Regions from separate parts of the Pan troglodytes genome. Here region 2 is linked to region 1. A link is a contact called in public HiChIP or PLAC-seq data. All regions are on one chromosome and are shown on one strand. Each heading gives the region's core, a stretch centred on a gene start, on an enhancer-like site or on the middle of the called end of the contact. The rest is flanking DNA. Distances are from core to core; before and after follow the strand shown.

Region 1 (3,970 bases), core at 424-2,923:
TGATCCACTCGCCTCGGCCTCCCAAAGTGCTGGTATTACAGGGGTGAGCCACCGTGCCCGCCCATTTTTAAAAATAAGTTAGACTGTGAGATAAATTCACCAGTTTAGATCTTAAACTGGTAGCCCTCTGAACTTTGAAAATCTAGGAAATCGTAATAGTCTGTTACCATCAGATAGCCCAATATATAACCAACCCAAAAATAAACCATTAGGGTGTTAAATTCAATATTTAACTCAGGAGACTACCAAAGATTTGTTTGGTAGAGGTACTAAAATAATTTCAGAGTAGGGAGTTCCACTGTTGGGAAGTGGGAAAAAACTGCACTTCAACTCTGTGCCGCTGAGGTAAATATTTAAGATGATATCAATTTAACTGTGAAAGCAAAAACAAATAAACCGAAAAACAAAGTCGCAACAGTCTGAGAACTATATTTAAGCCCCAAACCATGTTCATCAGAAAAAGACAACTTGTGCTAAATTACACATCAAGACAAAAATGGGGTGGGGGGAATGGGGGAGGGATAGACTAAAGGTAAAAGAGTCCTAAACACAATCCACCTGCAGCTTTCAAAATTTGGTTTTTTATTCCTACAGTGGATCAGAGGACAACCTGAAAGTCAGGTACAGCCAAAGTTGTGATGGTTTTCAAAACCCTTTTCAAATGTTCTTTGAAGCCACGAGTGCAAATTATCTATCACTTTCCTTTTCTTTCTCTAAGGACCCAGAGACTGGGAAGATCTCTCAGGCTCCACATACAAATCTGGAGAACACCCAGAGCAGTTAACCATCTACAGGGAGGTTGTGAGATACACACACTTTCCCTTCAGAGGTCACCTCAGCCACAAACTGGGCAAATCTGTAGAGTGGAGAGCAGTGACCACCAGTCTGCGACTGGAAATACTCCGGAAGCTAAATAAAACACATCTGCGAGGTCAAACCAAGCAAACCAAGGCAGTGTACTGGTGAGGAAAAAGAGCTGCTAATCCCAAAGTTATAAACACACGCGCGCGAACCAGATCTGAACCAAACCCACTCAGCAGCTAGCTCAAAGCTGGGAGCTCCAAACCAGAAGACAAACGCTCAGGGAGCTTCCCCGGCGGAGGGGAAGGCCATTCCATGGCATTTTCTCCGCCATCCCATGGCATTTTCTCCGCCATCCCCGGGCAGCCCCAACCAAGTAGCCGCCACCGGCTCCAACCCATCCCGCTGGGCCACCACCCGTGGGGCCCAGTCGAACCCAGGTGGCCCCAGAGCTGAAGGGCTCCTAGGGTCAGACCAGAGGTCCGTTGCACACCCGGTCATAGAGAAAGGAAGACACATCAGCCGCGCCTCGGGGGCACCGTACTCACCCCCATAACCTACACCCCCGACTGTGCTGCAGCTCCCATCACGGTCTTCCTGCATTCGGGCGACAGGCCCCTGGGTCTTGGAAGCAGCCATTACCCGGCAGAAAAGAAAAGGGAGGGCCGCAGGGCGGGTCGGAGGCGGGGTGGCACCAATAGAAACGCTACTGGAGGCGAACTCCCCGTCGACGTAATGTTTTCTCCACACCTACGCCGCGCTCTGGACCAATAGGACGTAATCAGTAAAACTGAATCCCCGCCCCGAACCACAATTGCCGCGCCCACTTCCGGGATGGGGAGGCCAAGAACTACAATTCCCAGCGTGCTGCGGGGCCCTGGGACGGGAGGGCTGGACTAGGCGCTGGCGGGCGGGGGTGCGCCGGAGAGTGCCCCGGCGTGTTCGCTTAGTTCAGTGAATCAGAACAATGACTGCGCCGCCGGGTACCCGGGAGCGCGTCGGAGGACTGTGAGCAGCCGCCGCCGGGAGAGCTGCGGGCGGCGCAGTGTCAACGCTGGGCTCGGGAGCCTCCAGCGCAGATCCTGCCCAGCGCCCGCAGCCCGCGCGAAGCCGCTGGGCTCCGGCACTGCAGCGCTGCTCGGGGACTGTGCATTGTTGTGAGCCGGAGAAGGGGCGCGGGGATTACAAAGCCTGAAGACCCCGGAGCCCCTTTAGCCATGTGGATACCTACGGAGCACGAGAAATACGGCGTGGGTGAGTCTCCGCGGGGCGAACTTTTATTCTGCTCTGGCCCGAGCGAGTGCGCATTTCTCGTCCTTGCCCCCGCGCCCCTCTCGCTCCGCCCGGTTGAAAATGCCTAATCCTGGCATCGCGCAGCGGGTACGGGGCTTTGCCGAGCCAGCTCCAGGCAGAGGGCTGCGCACCAGGCTCTCGCCCCGCACCGCCTGCTCGGCGCGCCCCGCACTGGTTCCCGAAGCGCCGGGACAGCTTGGGGGAGCGCGCGGCCGGCCCGCTAGCTTCGGGCTCTGCCTGCGGAGTTTGGAGTGGCGACTGGGCGTGTGTGTGTGTGTGTGTGTGTGTGTGTGTGCGTGCGTTTGTGTGTGTATGTCAAGTTGGAAGAGGAGGCGAATGGGGTTTCTCTCCTTCCTTACCCTTCTTCCCCAAAGCGACAGGGAGCTGCAACGGTTCCTCTGGGTGGAGAGGGAGACAACAACACTCGGGCAGAGAGAACACCCCCAAAACAGTAGGGAGGCGCAAACCCTTCCCTCTGGCTCGAATCGACATTCCCGGAGTGTGGAATGTGGCAGGGTCCTGGAGAGAGCCGCTCTGACAGGCTGAGCCCTCTCTGACCCTCCTCCCTCTCTGCGATCCCGGATTTATGGGGTGTGTATGTTGCGGGGCGGGGGCATTGGTAAATTTCAACATCTGCGCCGCTCAGTTCTTTGGTCTTTGGAGAAGAACGGGTATTTCAGCAGTGTTTTTACTTCTGGCCACCCTCTCGACCCCGGGTGAGCGCAGTGGGGGCGGTGTGGCGGTACAGGGCTGCTGAGTGATAAATGGGGAGGGGGATCGGAAAGCCTGGTTCTTGGGGGCAGGGAGATAGCTTTTAGGAAAGCGTACCCTGACACTGGCGTTCGGAGAAAAAGGAACAGGATAGCTCTCGCTGTTCTGTGTAAAGGTGAACAACAAAGGACATTAATGTTGACTGATGAATACAGGAGTCTCCCTTCCTTTTCCTCCTCCCATTTCAGGCGGGTTACAGTTCCCGTTTTTGTTGTTTGATTTCAGCTGGGTCGCCCCTTGACAGTTACTCCTTTTAGGGTTGAGCCTATTAAGAAGCCAGGCTCTCCGACAAGCCTGCAGCCGGCCAAATGCAATTATAACCTCCCAGAAGGTCTAACAGAAAGCATTATGGATTTTACTAACACTCTTTATTTCCTATAGTGCCCTGTTCTGCCGACTGGTGTACTGTGTGTGTGTGTGTGTGTGTGTGTGTTTTAAAATTGAGGACAGGTCTAGTGATTTAGGTGATGTGTAGATATCTGCTTATGTTCTAAATTCATTTTCCTGCAATTTAAAACATCTGGAAAGCCTTCCCAGGGAGTCGTAGTCCGAGGGGATTTTTTTTTTTTTTCCCAACTTTGCCTGGGGATAGGACTTTGGGGTCCATTGAAAGGACTGTAGGATTCAACAAAATCATTCCCACATTTCACGTTAGCTTCCATTCTGGATTGTGACTGATTACCAAGACAATAGTTTGACCTGAACCCACCTTTGGGAAAGGTTTCCAGCTTTCCCTCCTTCAAAGTGTCAGAGGAGTCTTTGCCAGCCTCTTTACTGGCAAGGAGTAGATGTTAGTAGTTGTTATTTTCGTTCTCCTCACTCTCTTCTTTTTTGGGAGGTAGATTAACCCTTGCTAGGGAAAAGATAGTCCCTTTGCTGGACTGGTGAGGGACCCGAGGGTATCGCCTCCTAAGCGGCTTTAACACTCAGTGCAGGAAGCTCAGATCCATCCAGGCAAAACTGTCCTGCTTGGAGTCGATCCCAGATGTTGCTTTCTTCCAAGTGTTAAATTATACAGATTATGGATGGGATTTATTTTCTTGATTTCTTCATGTGCCAGGTCACAGCTGGGGTGCTGGTATCGATTAGTTCCTCTCTTGCCTTT
Region 2 (3,970 bases), core at 730-3,229, 220 kb before region 1:
CTTGAGCCCAGGAGTTTGAGGCTGCAGTGAGCTACAATCATGTCAACACTGCACTCCAGCCTGGGCAACAGAGTGAGATGCTATCTCAAAAAAACAAAATGAAACAAAACCTGACAATCACCCAAGTGCTATAGAATACATATTCTTTTCATCAGCACATGGAGCATTCACCAGAATCGACCACATCTTAGACCACAGGACAAATATCAATAAATTCAAAAAGGTAGAAGTCATATCTCATATATTTTCTGACCACAATGGAATAAAACTAGAAATCAATAAAACAAGAGGAACCTCAGAAAATACAGGACATGAATATTAAACAACATGCTCCTGAACTACCAGTGGGTCAATGAAGAAATTAAGAAGGAAATTTAAAAATTTTTTGAAACAGGCCTGGCACGGTGGCTCAGGCCTGCAATCCCAGCACTTTGGGAGGCTGAGGCGGGTGGATCACCTGAGGTCAGGAGTTCGAGACCAGCCTGGCCAACATGGTGAAACCCCCATCTCTACTAAAAATACAAAACTTAGCTGGTGTGGTGGCAGCCGCCTGTAGTCCCAGCTACTCGGGAGGCTGAGGCAGGAGAATCGCTTGAACCTGGGAGGCGGAGGGTGCAATGAGTCAAGATCGTGCCATTGCACTCCAGCCTGGACAACAAGAGCGAAACTCTGTCTCAAAAAAAAAAAAGAAAGAAAGAAATACTATCATAATCTTTACCTTCCCTTCACGAGACACTCCCTACACAGCAAGCTGACCCTGTGCTGACTTAGAACCTCCAGAGCACCAGATTACCCCAAGACAGCACAGTCAATTTACAACCAAAAGTATGCCTGCAACAGAACTCTCTGCCACCTGGAGAGTATCCCCAGACGATGGCCACTTTACAACCTAGCTCTGCCTGCAATGGTGCCAGCTCGACCACGGGGTAGATAAGACACCATAAGTGAGTCAAGTAAACCCCCACCTGCTGGCTCCCTCCCCTGCATGCTGTTCATGCCAAGTGCCCCTTTAAAAGCCCCTGCTTTCTGCCCCCAAAGAAAAGCATTATCCTTAAAAGGAAGAACCTGTATTTCTTCTCATAAGCTAAGCTTTGGAATAAATCACTTTCTTTATAACAGATCCCGCTCTCGTTAATTGGACTCTGCAAGCAGTGAGCAACTGAACCTGTGTTTCAGTTACAGTACGGCAGATGCCTCTTCAGTCACACTGAATTCACATTTGTCCCCTGGTGGCTAGAAGAATCCAGATGTACATGATAAATCCACGGAGCACATATATGAAAAATGGAGATAACAAAGCATGTCGATCTTGAAAAGATGTTACATGAGCAATCCTGTAGGTGGGACCCTCCATGACCACAAAGGGCCAGAGGTTTTAGCTACTTTGATTTTCTACCAAGAGCTCATGCTCCCCTCCCTCTATCCTTCCCTCCTCATCACCTTCCTGACCCACTATTTGCTTTTAATTTTCTCCGTGTTCTTCTGCATATGATCACCTTCTGGTTTTTGTTCAATCTCAAAGAAACATTTCTAATCTCTGCCAAGATACCCACCACTTACCAGGTTAAGAGCATGGACTCTTAACTCAAAAGACTTGAGTAGCATATTAGTCCTTGAGCAATTTAACACCTTTAAGCCTCAGTTTTCTCATATGCAAATGGAGATAATACCTACCTTGTGATCAGCTTCTGAGAATTAAATGGGATGTCCACGTAAAGTTCTTCACATAATGTTGGCACCTAGTGATCACCAATAAATGTTAATTTTATGTAACAGTGCTACCAGATAAAGCAGCTGGCATCAGCCCAAAGCCTGACCAGTTCAGGCTGTTGGCTCAAGTGAAAATAAGTAATAAAGGAACATCAAATACCGGGAGGAATTACACACATCCCTCTGGAACAACCTTTAACTATGTAGACCTTGAATGAACCAGGAGCCAGAAGGAGTGCAGTCTGGTTTTAACAGCAGTCAGCCTTGGTAGGGCCTCCTGGGGTTGGCCTTCACAACAATAGGAAGTGCTGAGTCATCCTGCCCCCGGGGTAGGGTGGGGAAGCAGGCAGAAATCCTTCATGGCAGGCCTCCGAGCAAGCATTCCAGGGCCTACTCTGTCCACTCTGGTCTCCTGACCCATTTACAGCTGACCTTCTCTTTGTCACAACCCTATTTATTCTCCCATCTCTCGCCCACTGATCCAACTGGTTATTTTCCTTCTCTGGACTCAGACCTCCTGATCCCAGTTCTTGAGGTGCAGCCAAATGGTCAGGTGTTCTTATAAACACCTGAACGTTTTCTCCTTTGAATCATGGGATGCCCTGAGCAGGAAAAGTACTAACTTTCTTGCGGGAATATTGCTCCCATTCTTCTTTTAAGAGTTAAATGAGAGGGAGGAAAAAGCAAGTAAAAGATCTGCTCAAAGTGGAAACATAAAAATGAAGCTAAGGGGAAAAATTAGATGTGTTTTCCAAAAGATAGATGGAGCGCAACTGTGTTATTAATTTCCTAATCTTGTCTGTGCAATCCAAGGGCATAGCCAGAGTTGTAAAAATGGCTTGCCATCTATTCTGTTATAAATTCTCCCCATAATAAGTATCAATTTTGGTAACTAATTGACCCTAGCTTTCTACTGTAGGACTGTGAGATGAATGGTTTGTTCTGATTGTCAGGATGCAGAGCTCTGCAGCAGACTGCAGGTGTCATGAGTTACAGAGCTGGTCAACACAGAAAAGGAGCAACACAGGAAACGCATTTCAACATCTTCAGTCACTGGGGAACCTGAATTGGCAAAAATACTTGCCCTTTGAAGTCTTAAATATACCATCCCCCGCCCCATGTTTCCATCTAAGCCCCCTACTTCCTGTTTCCTCGCTTGTCAAATGCGAAGTTGTTAGAAGTCTCATGCAGGAGACTCAGTCCCTACTGATCCTCTTGCAACCTTGATCACAGCCCCTGCAAGCAATAGGAGGTGAGAGGGGCTGGGCAGTTCACAGAGCAGAAACTACCATCTCTGCATTTCCTTCCCTCTTAGGTACCAATCTCTGAGATTGCATTCTCCCAGCCAGTGGTCACTTTCCACCCCTCAGGTGATGCAAACAATAGTCATCCCATTGCGGAGGCACCCACAACCTGACTATGAATCTTTCTCCACACTGATCCCTGAAAGTGGCTGTGGCGTGGCTAAGGTTCCTCCAGAATTGCCTTTGAAGAGGATGCTTTCCCAGCAGACAATGAGGGCTGCTCTCTGGTTCACAGAGGGCACACTATTGGCCCATTTCCTGATCTCGAGATTGTTCTTCTTGGCCAACATTATTCAAAGCTTGCCTTCTGTTCACCAGGTCCTGAAAGTTCTGACTTCAATATTTGTGCTGAAGATCAGGCCCCTCGTTTAAATTGTTACTCATATTTGTTTGCAGACTGATTTTTTGTTTTAGACCCTCGGTCTGTGTACTCATATTAATTCTCCTGGTTGCTAATGAAATGAACTGACACAACTTATTTTATTTAGTTAGATTTGTGTTATTATTGAGGAACAGGACAGAATTGTGGAAGGATAATTGAGAACTTTTAAACTACTACAGGTTATTTAAGTTATTATTTTATTAACATTTCTGATTATAAACCTACTGCAAAGTCATTTTACAAGACATAAAAAGCTGGGGAAAATTTAAATTACCAAGATAAAAGCACAATAATCTCACCACCTAACAGCAATGATTATTCATTTTGATGTATTTCCTTCCAATCTTTTTCCCCTACAATTTTTAGTAGGAATAGTAGGTCTATTTTTATTCATAGCTTATTCTTCATCGAAGAATGGACACTGTTCAAGGGGTGTAGCATACATATTTGCTAGTATTTCCAACAACTCGGAAAAATAGGTGTTGCTAAAATTGTGGAAACTGAGTCCCAGGATGATGAATTAGTAAATTGTTCAAGCTAGGATTTAATCCACACTTGTTTTACTCCTAGGGCT

The links. HiChIP or PLAC-seq counts read pairs in DNA pulled down with a chosen protein or histone mark.
Region 2: an H3K4me3 HiChIP or PLAC-seq map of stem cell-derived excitatory neurons shows a contact between it and region 1, with 9 times the contacts expected there. The contact joins the promoter of IFRD1 here to the promoter of DOCK4 in region 1. A contact is called at or near these places in 2 of 7 Hi-C or Micro-C datasets (induced pluripotent stem cells and stem cell-derived neural progenitor cells) and 1 of 1 datasets of contacts at active chromatin or transcription factors (stem cell-derived excitatory neurons).

The regions. Positions count from the first base shown.
Region 1 is chr6:127,578,500-127,582,469 of NHGRI_mPanTro3-v2.0_pri, reverse strand. It overlaps DOCK4 (dedicator of cytokinesis 4), which reads left to right and starts at 1,673. Exons shown (of 52, transcript XM_519315.8): 1 at 1,673-2,055. The coding sequence starts at 2,019. It overlaps ZNF277 (zinc finger protein 277), which reads right to left and starts at 1,655. Exons shown (of 12, transcript XM_519316.7): 1 at 1,350-1,655. The coding sequence starts at 1,440.
Region 2 is chr6:127,794,764-127,798,733 of NHGRI_mPanTro3-v2.0_pri, reverse strand. It overlaps IFRD1 (interferon related developmental regulator 1), which reads right to left and starts at 1,979. Exons shown (of 13, transcript XM_063815010.1): 1 at 1,871-1,979; 2 at 1,675-1,739.